Regions from separate parts of the Rattus norvegicus genome. Here region 1 is linked to region 2. The links are chromatin contacts, called in public Hi-C maps. All regions are on one chromosome and are shown on one strand. Each heading gives the region's core, a stretch centred on a gene start, on an enhancer-like site or on the middle of the called end of the contact. The rest is flanking DNA. Distances are from core to core; before and after follow the strand shown. Region 1 holds the start of LOC134480129 (potassium/sodium hyperpolarization-activated cyclic nucleotide-gated channel 2-like). Region 2 has its middle 27 kb from the start of Ldhal1.

Region 1 (5,646 bases), core at 3,131-5,630, 49 kb before region 2:
CCAGGAGCATAGCTTAATTCTTGACCTGCCTCTCTCTCTCTCTCTCTCTCTCTCTCTCTCTCTCTCTCTCTCTCACACACACACACACACACACACACACACACACACACACACACACACACGGGGGATTGATTAGGGGGTGGAAAAAAAAGAGGAGGAGGAGGAAGAAGAGGAGAAAAGAATTTTGGGTCAGAAAAGGACCTCAGAGATCTGCAATCTGACCTCTCATTTTATATCTGAGGAAAATGAATCTGACAGAGACAAACCATGTACTCAAGGTCACAAATTACTTACAGCAGAGTCAAAATAAACACCTAAGTTCTCAAGCTTCAGGCTCAAAACTGCTTTCCCTGTAAAAGTAGCTTCTTTAGGGGAAGGTCAGTGTTTAATACTCTGGGTAATTACTGAATTTACATAACATATTCTTTAAAAGCACGGAAAATGTTCATCAGAGGAGGAGTCCTTTGACTGTTTGCAATGAAAGGAGGAGCAGGGTGCAGTCAGATGACCTGCCCAGGATAAAGACTTGGCTACAAAAAATAAAGATCTTACTGTTTCAGACAAATGAATGTAGTATGTACTGCAGAGTTTCTCCCAGACTGTGCTTACAGACTTCATCTAGTCTAACATTTTCTAATGGTGGTACCGCATCTTTGTTTTCAGTGTATACCACCTCTAAAGAGCCAAGATTAATGGGAAACAACAGTCAAACAAAGCTAACAGGCTGGAGAGATGCCCTAGCCGTTAAGAGATCACATGTCTCCTGAAGACGACCCAAGTTAACAGATCCCAGTATCCACACCAGGCAGATTATAACCACGTACATCTGCAGCTACAGGGGATGCAATGTTCTCCTCTGACCTCTGGGGAATCCACATACATCTAAATAAAGATGAAAAATAAAATTTTTTTTTTGGTTCTTTTTTTTGGAGCTGGGGACCGAACCCAAGGGCCTTGCGCTTCCTAGGTAAGCGCTCTACCACTGAGCTAAATCCCCAGCCCTGAAAAATAAATCTTTAAGAAAGGAGGAAAAGCTAACCAAAGGATGGCCACAAGCCAAAATATTGACTTACTTCTGAAAATACAATTTTACATTCACTCTTAATATATTCTAGCTCATGCCTTCTGTGTGAGAGATTAAAACAATCACCCTATCTCTCGCTTTATTTTGCCTATCCTACAGTGAGTACCTTTAAATACCAAGGAAGAGCCCTTGTCCAGGTATACTGTGAAACTGTAATTATTTTTTTTTTTTTTTTTGGTTCTTTTTTTTCGGAGCTGGGGACCGAACCCAGGGCCTTGCGCTTCCTAGGTAAGCGCTCCCTAGGTAAGCGCTCTAACCACTGAGCTAAATCCCCAGCCCTGAAACTGTAATTATTTTAACAGATCTTACTAGTCCTCTGTTCAGCCTTGATCTGCCAGGTTAAGGAATCCCTGGTTTTGCTGGGTTTTTTCCTGAAGAGAGGATATCGCCTCATATTAGGCCTTTCCATTTTTCAAGTGCTGTAACTGTTCCATACCCGTTTTGCAGATATGGAGTATTGCCCCACTATGGAAAACGACTGCACCTCCAACCCACTGTTCCACCAAGGGCAGTGTGGGAACTTATCACCTCCTCTACCTCCCCTGGTTCGTCTCACTTCAATTAAGGTTCATACAAGGCCAGGCAGCCACATAATTTGCAGGGCTGAAAGAGCAACAGTGACCCCAATTCTGTTTTGTTTAATTCTGTCAGAACAATGGTCTTCTTCTGTTTGCTCACTCTTCCATTGGGATTAACCCTAAACAAATCAGCGTTTGGGATGCACATCCTATTTCTGAACTAGGAAATAAGCAAAACACTCAAGGAAACAGTTTAATGTCAAAGTCTCTAAACAATAAAATAATAATAACTTTTATTATTTTAACTCCAAAGAGAATGTTACAAAAATGTTGCTGCAAATCCTAAGAAGTAGAGTACAGAGCACACACAGGGACAGTTATCTTCCCCTGGCCTAATTAAAACAGGTCTTTCTCACACATCTCTTTATAAAAAAAAGAAAGAAAAAAAGAAAAAAGCCAGCACTAAAATAGAAGTGGTATTTAAGTTCATCTTGCAAGCTTGAGCATACTGCTAGGAAGTTATCAGAAAACAGGGCCTCTGAAAAACAGACATTTTCTCCTTTTCTCTTAACTATCTGATATACATTTATATTTAATAAATATGTGTTGGAATATATAGGACATGTTTTAAATTATTCATTGTTAGCCCCTAACTAAACTAACAGCTTCAGTAAAAGAAAAAAAAAATCCCTCTATAAAATTGAATGTAGCAAAAAAAAAAAAAAAAAAAAAAAAAAAAAGAACCAAAAAAAAATTGAATGTAGCATAATACCCAAGGAGGAGGGGGGATCTAAAATCTGAGCTCAGAACTATTACAGCATTTTAGATGAGAATTTATGGCTATTGCGTTCACTTACTTAGTAGTTACTGTTTAGTCAATATTGTGTCAACATTTGACAAGCACCATTCATTTAATCCTCCCCACCCCCAGACAACTGCCTAAGGTAGACAGATAGTAACTATACTATTTCTTAGTTACAATGGAGACACCCAAATCACCAAGATATGCAGGACCAAATGTTTTAAATATCATAATGAACACTCAGACACAGGCTCCAAAGTAAAATTTAGCGCTTCTCCACAAGTCAGAACTTTCATGAGGCTGTGACAGAAAACACCACCTGAGCTAATTACAGAAAGAAAAAAGAAGTCAAGTCCTAAATCAGAGGCTGACAAACTTTTTGTGCCAAGGATTAGATGATAAAGATTTTAGGGTTTGCTGGACTCAATGCCTCCTGAAATAATCAGGTCTACTGTTAGATGCCAAGTCAGCCATCAGCAGTGTGTAAGATAGATGAATGTGATCATATCTCAGTAAAGCTTTTTCTTACAGTGCTAAGGATCAATCCCAGGGGCTAACACAAGCTAAGCCAGGGCTCTAGAACTGAGCCACTGAGTGAGAACCCCAGCTCCCAATAATTTTTTTTTTTTAATTTTCCACAACTTGGTCAGCAAGTCCCCCTCTCTTAGCTCATGAGTCACTCAGGCCTGTAGCCTGCACTGGATCAACCCCAACCTAGATGATTCAGACAGGCTGGAGAGATGGATCCGTCAATAAAAGTATGAGGACCTGAGTTCAGATCTCCAGAATACACATCTTTTTTTTTTCTTCTTCTTCTTTTTGGAGCTGGGGACCGAACCCAGGGCCTTGCGCTTCCTAGGTAAGCGCTCTACCACTGAGCTAAATCCCCAGCCCCAGAATACACATCTTAAAAAAAAAAGAAAAAAAAAAAAAAAGAATCCCTGGGACTCACTGACTAGTCTGTCTAGTCGACAGTAAGCTCCAGGATAATTAGAGAACCTGTCTCAAGGAATATGATGGGCGGCTCCTACAGGATGATAGCTAAGGCTGACCTCTGCCCCCCCACACACACACAAACACACCCACACGAACCCCACATGAACATATACATACATAAAGGCAGACAAACACAAACTTTGTTTCTGAGAGTGCAAGGGGGCAAACCCTGGGCCTTCGACTGCTAGGGAAACATACATGCATACCTCACACATCTAACCCTATAAAATATCTTACATACTCTTACTTGTGAAGTTCTTGAATACTTCGAATACTCTCAAGAAACCCGAAGTCTCAACTCACTTAACCTTCCTGAGAGCGACTAAAAATTCTCAAAAGCCCAAAGCTAGTTTTTGCACAGGGCTCCCCTCAAAAATTAAGTATCGCATGAGCTTAGCACTAGAAGAAATCTAACGCCTCCTGTTCTTTATCTATGTATTGTAACTCGCTTTTAAAATATTTGCCAAGGGCTAGGGATGGGACTGAAAGATAGAGCACTTATTTGCCTAGCCTGCATGGATCCCTGGGTTCAATTCCTTGTATAACAAGAAAAGTCAGATTAATAAAACACTGTGCCAAGCCTACTTATCAAGTGAGAAAGGACTGGGTTTAACACTGTTTGTGTGTATTGGTGGTGTTTCCTTCCTCATAACAGGTTTTACATGCTTTCTATCACCTGACCCTCCCCAACTATATAGAGCACAAGCTTTCCCACACATATTTTATAATTAAAAATAATAGATTCTGAAATGACAGCTGTGCCCCAGAAAGCTATAATGCTATTGTGCTGGCGGTCAGTTTTGTTTTGCCAACTTGACAAAAAAAAAATCACCTGGCAAGAGGGACTGCCTCTATCAAAGTGCCTATAGGTGTGTCTGTGAGGCCATTTTCCTAATTAATGACTTACAAACAATGCCACCACCAGGCATGTAGTTATAACCTGGGTCAGTGCAGTTATAAGAAAGAAGTTGAACAAGCCATGGAGAACAAGCCAGTAGGCAGCATTCCTCTCGCTACCTTCTTCAGTCCCCGCTTCCGTGTTCCTGCTGGAATGTAAGCTGGAATAGGCCCTTTGCTCTCCAAGTTTGTTTTGATTCATGTTTTATCACAGCAACAGAAAAGTAACTAGAACAGTAATTAAGTAACAGAACTATAGCCATGGCCTATCTTCAAATCCGCTGCCTCTTGACTGCTTCCATGGATACCAGATTCCATGTTAAACCCTTAAAATTCTCATGGATGCTAGTCTTAGCCTTTAAAGATGCTATGTTTAGTCATTTTCTTTTGCTACTGTCTTAAGAAGAAAACATCTGCTAGTCCCTGACATTTATTAAATTCATCTATAGGCAACAGTGAGTCTATATATACTATGTGGATAATATGCCCAGTCAGTTTAGAAAGAGAATATTTTGATGGGAAAATCTTCTAATGGAGATGCAGTTCAGCTGGTACAGTGCTGGTCTGGCATGCACAAAGCACCATATAAATGAGGTCTGGTGATATAAAATTTAATCGGGAAGTAGAAACAGGAGAATCAGAATTTGGTGGCCATTCACATCTAGATATCAACTTTGAGGCCAAGCAAGGGAATCCCCAAGACCTTGTCTTAAAAAATGAAGAAAAAAGTCATCCAAAGAGGAAAAGGCAACAATAAAAACATCTTCTTCTGTATAAAAGCAAAAGAAACACTGAATTAGAAAGAAGTAGAAAACGAATGCATTGCCATTAAAAATCTCAGCCCAACTGTGGCTAAGCTTCTGGTGATTGAAAAATAATGTGGGGTTGGGAAAAGGAAATAAAAGGAACATAACTACTACTGGAATTCAACCCGACATCAAAGGCTCTAATGACAGCTGAGCCTGCCTTGCTGGTTCTTAGACTCTCCCTCGGAAACAAAACTGTTATATAACTGACCAAGGTTCCTCAACTAACACTTCCTTTCTGTCCCACATACATCTTTTAGTCATCCCCCACCCCCACTGTGTCACCCTGCCCCCATCTCCATGGACAGGATCATAAGCTGCCACCAAAGCCACAGCTGGGCAAGCCTCTGTCCAAAGTGCTGCTTTATTCAGAGCCGGCTACACAGAGCACGGTAGGGACAGATTAACTGGCTTCAGCACAGTTCCAACCTCACTTCTGGTCCTGAGAAGCAGCTCCTTTAGGATGAATCAGACTCCAGACATGCCTGTTGGTGGAAATCACATCATCGTCCCTCATCTTCACAAACAACCCCGTGAAAAAGA
Region 2 (5,905 bases), core at 1,307-3,806:
CAATGTCAGAACAGTGGTCACTTGACTGACTTCCTTTCTTCTGTTAACTGAGTGTCTTATTTGTTTGTGCGACTGTATATTGATGGGTTATTTCTCTGCTGGGGAAATGAGCCAGTTCAAGCCAGACTAGATTATATTAAAGGCAGGTGTATTGGAAAGCGGCTCTCGGGCGAGGTCACTGGTCCCAAGGGTTGAGGAGTTCAGGAGAGTCGCCACGGGGTTAGGGAGAAAGAGAGAAAAGGAACTCACACAGGAAAAAGAGAAGGTGAAGGGAGACCAAATTATGTAGGGAGGACCCTCTTGGGGAAAGGAAAGTTCAAGATTGGGGCAGGGTATGTCAGTAGGGACTGAGAGATACTGGGAGACCCTGGAGGCCAGGTCTGTTTTGATTTGTAAAATATGCACCTCAGTCCCTCATCCCGGTGTCCAAACACACACACACACACACACACACGCACACGCACACGCACACGCGCACGCGCACGCACACGCACACGCACACGCACACGCACACGCACACGCACACGCACACGCACACACCAGAAATACATTTCACAATGTATTAGGTCCTCGCTAAGCTCTTTCAGGCTTCCCTATAACCCCCCATGTCACTTCACATCACCTCCATCAGGTAGTGGACACTTCATTTTGTAGGTGAGGTTTAAGGTTTGTCCTAGGTTGCACAGCTAGTGATAGTCTGTTCTGTGTCTTATAGAATGTTTGCTGATGTTGTGGGCAGCCAAAGGAATGTTAGCATAGCGTTCTTCTAAGTGATAAGTCTTCAACCCTACCCACCTTTCTGCCTCTAAAGCAGCAGTTCTCAACCTGTGGGTCCGGACCCCTTTGGGCGGAATGAACCTTTCACAGGGGGGGTCACCTAAGACCATAGGAAAGCACAGAAAATACAGAAATCGACGTTACGACTCATAACAGTAGCAAAACTATAAAGTAGCAACAAAATGATTTTACGGTTGGGGCAGTCACCTGGACATGAACTGTATTAAAGGGTTGCAGCACTGGGAAGGTTGAGCAGCACTGACCTAAAGCATCTTTTCTGTTGTGGCCTCTCCACGGGGCCAACCTCTTGCCACTCCCTAATCTACAACAACCTGTCACCGACTCCGAGAGTTTCAGCCTAAGATCTAGAACAGGAAGTGTTTTAAAACAGCCTGTCCCTTTCTCTGAATAATTAAGGAAGATGCTATCAGGGAGATCAGGTTTTTATTAGCGCTTCTCAAGTTCCCCGGCACTAGCTCTCATTCAAGGCCGGATTGAAGGTTGAGGCCGACAGTGAACAGAGAAGAGCCCTCCCTCTCACTTGAACAGTGCATCGGGAGCACATTGCAGTCTGGCCATTCACCTCCCACCCAGACTCTTCGCCAGTGGAATAGAGAATGAGCTTGACCGGCGGGTTACGCTGCTCTGGAAACAAACTCAAAGGAAATGAATGAACGAAGTAATGAATGAAATAATTGTTGGGCCCTGGTAAGAGTGGGTGTGACGTGGGCACGCAAGGCTTTGAGAACACTAGCTCCAGGCCCTTTTAGGCTGCAAAACAGCTCCACACACGGAAAATAAGCAGCAGGAGAAAAAAAAAGTCTAAATCGGGGAAGTGGAACACAATTCCCATTCAGGCATATCTTCCAAACCTCACGCTCGGAAACACTGCCTGTGTGATACAGCTCCTTAGTGGATGGAGTACACAGTCCCGGAGCCCACCCCGCACAGCACGGGGTCTCCTAGCAGCCCATAGGACAATGGGGAGGAAATCGGTTTCCCAGGAAGCAATCTCTCTATCAGCACCGAGGCTGTGCATTTGTATAGAGGAGAGGTGGAGATGACCATTGGAAGGATTCCATCTGCTACCCAGAGCCCCAATTTAGATATCTTAAAGGGACGCTAGGAGATGCACGTTTTATTATGGACGAGTGTCGGTTTAGAGAATAGTCTCCAGGGCAAGGCAGCCAGCCGAAAGCGGACCCACCAGGAGCCCTTGAGCTGACTCTTCCTGGTGTCTTCTCTTACTAAATATAAAATGAGGTCAAACGCGGTCCACGCAGTAGGGGTTAGAAGCAAACTGAGGATTCGCTAATAAATATTGATGCTGCCTAGCTCACTACAGGCCTTATGCAGATTGTTGTTAAGCCACTGTCAGTTTGACTTCTTGCCTTGACTTACACTTGAATTTAGTATGCCGGGGAGGTTATTAGTTCTGTGTCTTGTCAGTTTAATATCCTGCTTCCGGAAGAAAAAAAAAGTAAACCTTGGGAGATATCAGCTACTTTGCATGAAATGTTACCCTCCGAAGGAAAACTCTGTGTAGTTGTACAAAGGCCCCCCCCCTTTTTTTTAAACTGCCTGCGTCTGCAGGACATTAAGCCCCTCAGTTTCATCCGTTTTCCAATGTGGTCTCTGGAGCATAGGGGGAGCCACACCCATTCTGGATTACCGCAGGCCCTGTGGGTCAGTCCAGTCCATCTGAGAGAGTGCGTTTGGAACAATGGCCCCTTTTTGTCCTCCACCCACCCACGCCTGTTGACTCAACCTTGAGGCTTGAGAAAACAGAAAACATTTCTGCCCACCACCTCCTCCTCCTGGGTCAAGTCACTGAGCTTCTTCCGGCTTCAGGGGCCTCAACTATGAATAAGCAGATCGGACTGGGTGATCCCTTGCCAGTCAGGAGCACAGATCCTATTTTCTGGGGCAGCACCAATTCACATCCCCCTCTCCCTGTCTCTGGGAATGCACTAGGGGTTGTCAGACCAAATGTCCTAGTTTTGGATATTGAAAATGCCACTGTATTTATGATTCCTTTCCATGCTGACACTCTAAGCTACCAGGATTTTAGTAATAATATAACCTTGAGTGACTGATCTAATTATTCTCCGTATGACTTAGGGCAGGATGGTCATCTGGTCTGAGATTCACGCCCTTATTTATGAAGTTAGGGATAATGTGAGTTGGACTGTAGAGGGAGCCCCTTGGCGAAAGATGTTTGATTCCGTTTGATCTGTTCTGGCAAAGGCAGTGCAGAGCCCTGAATATGTGTTTAAGTCCTATAGTTTTTTTTCAAACGGTGCTGGGAATACTGTTTATTATAGAGAGCTTGCCTCCCATGGTGGAAGCCCTAGGTTTCACTCCCTGGGCAGGGGGGAGATGGTTTAAAGAGGCCTGAAGATTGTTTCCCAAGTAGATTATCAGTCCAAGGGATGGTGTCTTTGAGGACAGTGTCACTTTAGGACCTAAGGAAAAGCCTGGGAACATCATCCCAGCTACCTGCTCTCAAGAGAGGAGCCCTACAGTGACTGTTAGCAAACTCTTAGACAAAACTCCCCGTGCAGCCCTCCCTTTGGGGGACGAAGGGAGACTCTGGCTGGGGTCCTAAGAGCATTGGGACACTGCACTTCTTCCCTTCAGTGTTTCCATTCTCAGAGGCGTTTGTAGAGATGGAACCTTGAGGGATTCAGGATTTGGGATTTGTGCCCAGTGGCAAGCTAATGTTGGAGTAATTAGATCCTGTTTTTGCCTATGAACAGCTCCACACTTTCCTGTTTAGAGGTTTCCTAGAATTGCAAGTGCCTAGGTTCAGGCACCATGGTTCAGGCATCACAGTGGAAGGATATTCTGAGGCAAGTGTCCTCCTTCTATCATCTTCCAGGACCCTGGCTCAGTCTGTTGTTTTCTAGGTGTGTTTTGAGATACTGTCATTTATATATCCGTTCATGTGTCCAGTGCTCAGGTGTGTGCCTAGCACATAACCGATACCTGTCAGTGATTTAAGTTTCCCTTAGAAGCGGAAACAATAGTGGGGTGCTCTGTTACTGTTCCTGCCTAAGTTGTTGTTTACTTTATGCCAGTCATTTATCCTTAACTTGTCCCCCTATTAGTTGTTGGGGTTTTTTTGTTTGTTTATTTTTGTTTTGTTTTGTTTTGTTTTTGGTTCTTTGGAAAGATAAAGCAGAAAGCAATGATCAGGTTAGAAATTAAGTTAAAGAACCGAAGCCAGAGGGGAAAGGTCACGGAAGGCACCGGAAGCTGCAGGGAGACACATACGTTTCCAGACTGAACCCAAGGGTTGACTTCTGCTCCTCTTTGTCCCGGGGGTCTCAGCAGCTCAAAGCCTGTGTTCATCCCATGACTGTTGTTCTTAAGCCAAGGGTCCTTGGGCAAGTCATCAAACCTGTGTATTTTTTCTACTTGTGAACATTTGAAAGAGACGGTGGAGAGCTGGCTCCATGGTTAAGAGCACTGCCTGCTCTTCCGGAGAACGTGAGTTCGATTCTCAGAACTCCCGTGGAGGCCCCCGACAGTCTGTAGCTCCAGTCGTAGGGCATCTGACACTCCCTCTTTTAGCCTCCATGGGCAACAGGTACACAAGTAGTGTACACACATACATGCGGGCAAGATATCCACATACATTTTAAAGAAAAGATTTGGTGAAGCGTTGGAGAAAGTCAAATGAGCGATTAAACACAGCTGACCCTTCATACCCACAGCTCCCGCATCCATAGATTCAAGCAACCATGGTTCGAATATATTTTTAATTGAAGTTTTTAGTTCTGGGGACACACTCTTATTGTCCCAGGACTTGGGAGGTAGAAGCTGAAGGAGCAGGAGCTCAAGGTCATCCCACTTTTATTGCAAATCTGAAGCTAGCCTGAGCTCTATGTAAACAAACAAACAAACAAAATAAAAGCCCTGCCCAGTGGGAGCTCTCTCCCCGGCCCCGCACTAGACACACACCATACCCCAAATTCTGTTTCCACAGAGAGATCCTGTATTAGGCAGGGAAGAAAAGGTGAAGTGGATGCTTTCTGAACTCAGGCAGAAAACAGCAACAAATGACCTTGCACTTGTGATTTTTTTAAGGAGAGAAAAGTGGGAGGTCTGTGTTAGAATGGTTAGGACGTGGCAGTATATTGTGGTCAGGCACCAAAGCGGGCTTTTGACGGCTGGACTTTGGTGGTCCTCCTCAGGAATGAACTTGGCATAAGAAAGTGTTCAGGGCTGGGGATTTAGCTCAGTGGTAGAGCGCTTACCTAGGAAGCGCAAGGCCCTGGGTTCGGTCCCCAGCTCCGAAAAAAAGAACAAAAAAAAAAAAAGTGTTCAAGTAAGGGAATAATCCTCGATTGCTAGCTATGGGGATGTAATCTATGGTTAACCAGGGAGAGGGGAAGGATCAGGGCAAGGTCTTGTTTACCAGGCCCTAGAATGCTAGGACCCTTCAATTTTTTTTTTTTTTTTGCCTTTCTTTTTTTCGGAGCTGAGAACCGAACCCAGGGCCTTGTGCTCACTAGGCAAGCGCTCTACCACTGAGCTAAATCCCCAACCCCCCTTCAAATGTTCTTAAGATGGTAGAATGCTTGCCTGGAGTGCAAGAGGCCCTCGATTTAATCCCCAGCATGACATCGAGTGGCTGAACATGACTGTAATCTTAGCAAGTAGAGGCAGGGGGATCTGAAGTTCAGCGTTATCTTTGACTACATAGAGAGTTCAAGGCCACCCCGGCATACAGACTCTGTCTTAAGTAAATGGATGGATAATTAAATAAGTAAATAATTAAAACGTTGCACCTGTATGGAGTGTGTTTTTCCTTGTCACTATTCTCTAAATAATACCTTAAGACAACTATATTCATGGCATCCACATTGTATGTATTCTAGGAAAAATTCCGACTGCACAGGAGGATGTGCGGGGGTTATGTGCAAAGCCTAAGGCATCTTACGTCGAGTACTCGGACATCTGGGGATGTTGGCATCCCGGGGTTCTGGAAGCAATTCTCCATGGATGCTGACGGACACCTGAGCAAGTACCCAGGACAGGTCTTGCCTTTCGCACTACTTGTCTTTATTCCAAGGAAGAGTAGAGAGGGGTCTATTGGGCCAGATGTTGGAGTATCTCAGAG

What was found. Hi-C and Micro-C count contacts between places; a contact is called where the count stands out from the background.
Region 1: a Hi-C map of Schwann cells shows a contact between it and region 2, with 2.6 times the contacts expected there. The contact joins the promoter of LOC134480129 here to the enhancer-like site in region 2. A contact is called at or near these places in 8 of 12 Hi-C or Micro-C datasets (the A7r5 cell line, Schwann cells, frontal cortex and 5 more) and 1 of 1 datasets of contacts at active chromatin or transcription factors (oligodendrocytes).

What each region holds. Positions count from the first base shown.
Region 1 is chr8:38,697,362-38,703,007 of GRCr8, reverse strand. It overlaps LOC134480129 (potassium/sodium hyperpolarization-activated cyclic nucleotide-gated channel 2-like), which reads left to right and starts at 4,380. Exons shown (of 4, transcript XM_063266361.1): 1 at 4,380-4,453. The coding sequence starts at 4,380. The region is part of intron 1 of Arhgap32 (Rho GTPase activating protein 32); the gene reads right to left. LOC134480155 (a long non-coding RNA gene) reads left to right here. Exons shown (of 2, transcript XR_010054347.1): 1 at 1-1,228; 2 at 1,361-3,234.
Region 2 is chr8:38,645,807-38,651,711 of GRCr8, reverse strand. No RefSeq gene overlaps it. Among named protein-coding and RNA genes, the nearest start is that of Ldhal1, 27 kb to the right of the region's middle. Within about 2 kb of position 2,556, at least 12 of the 93 cell types and tissues checked have an H3K27ac peak or open chromatin away from gene starts, as enhancers often do. A contact at or near this core is called in the A7r5 cell line and Schwann cells, where this site is marked.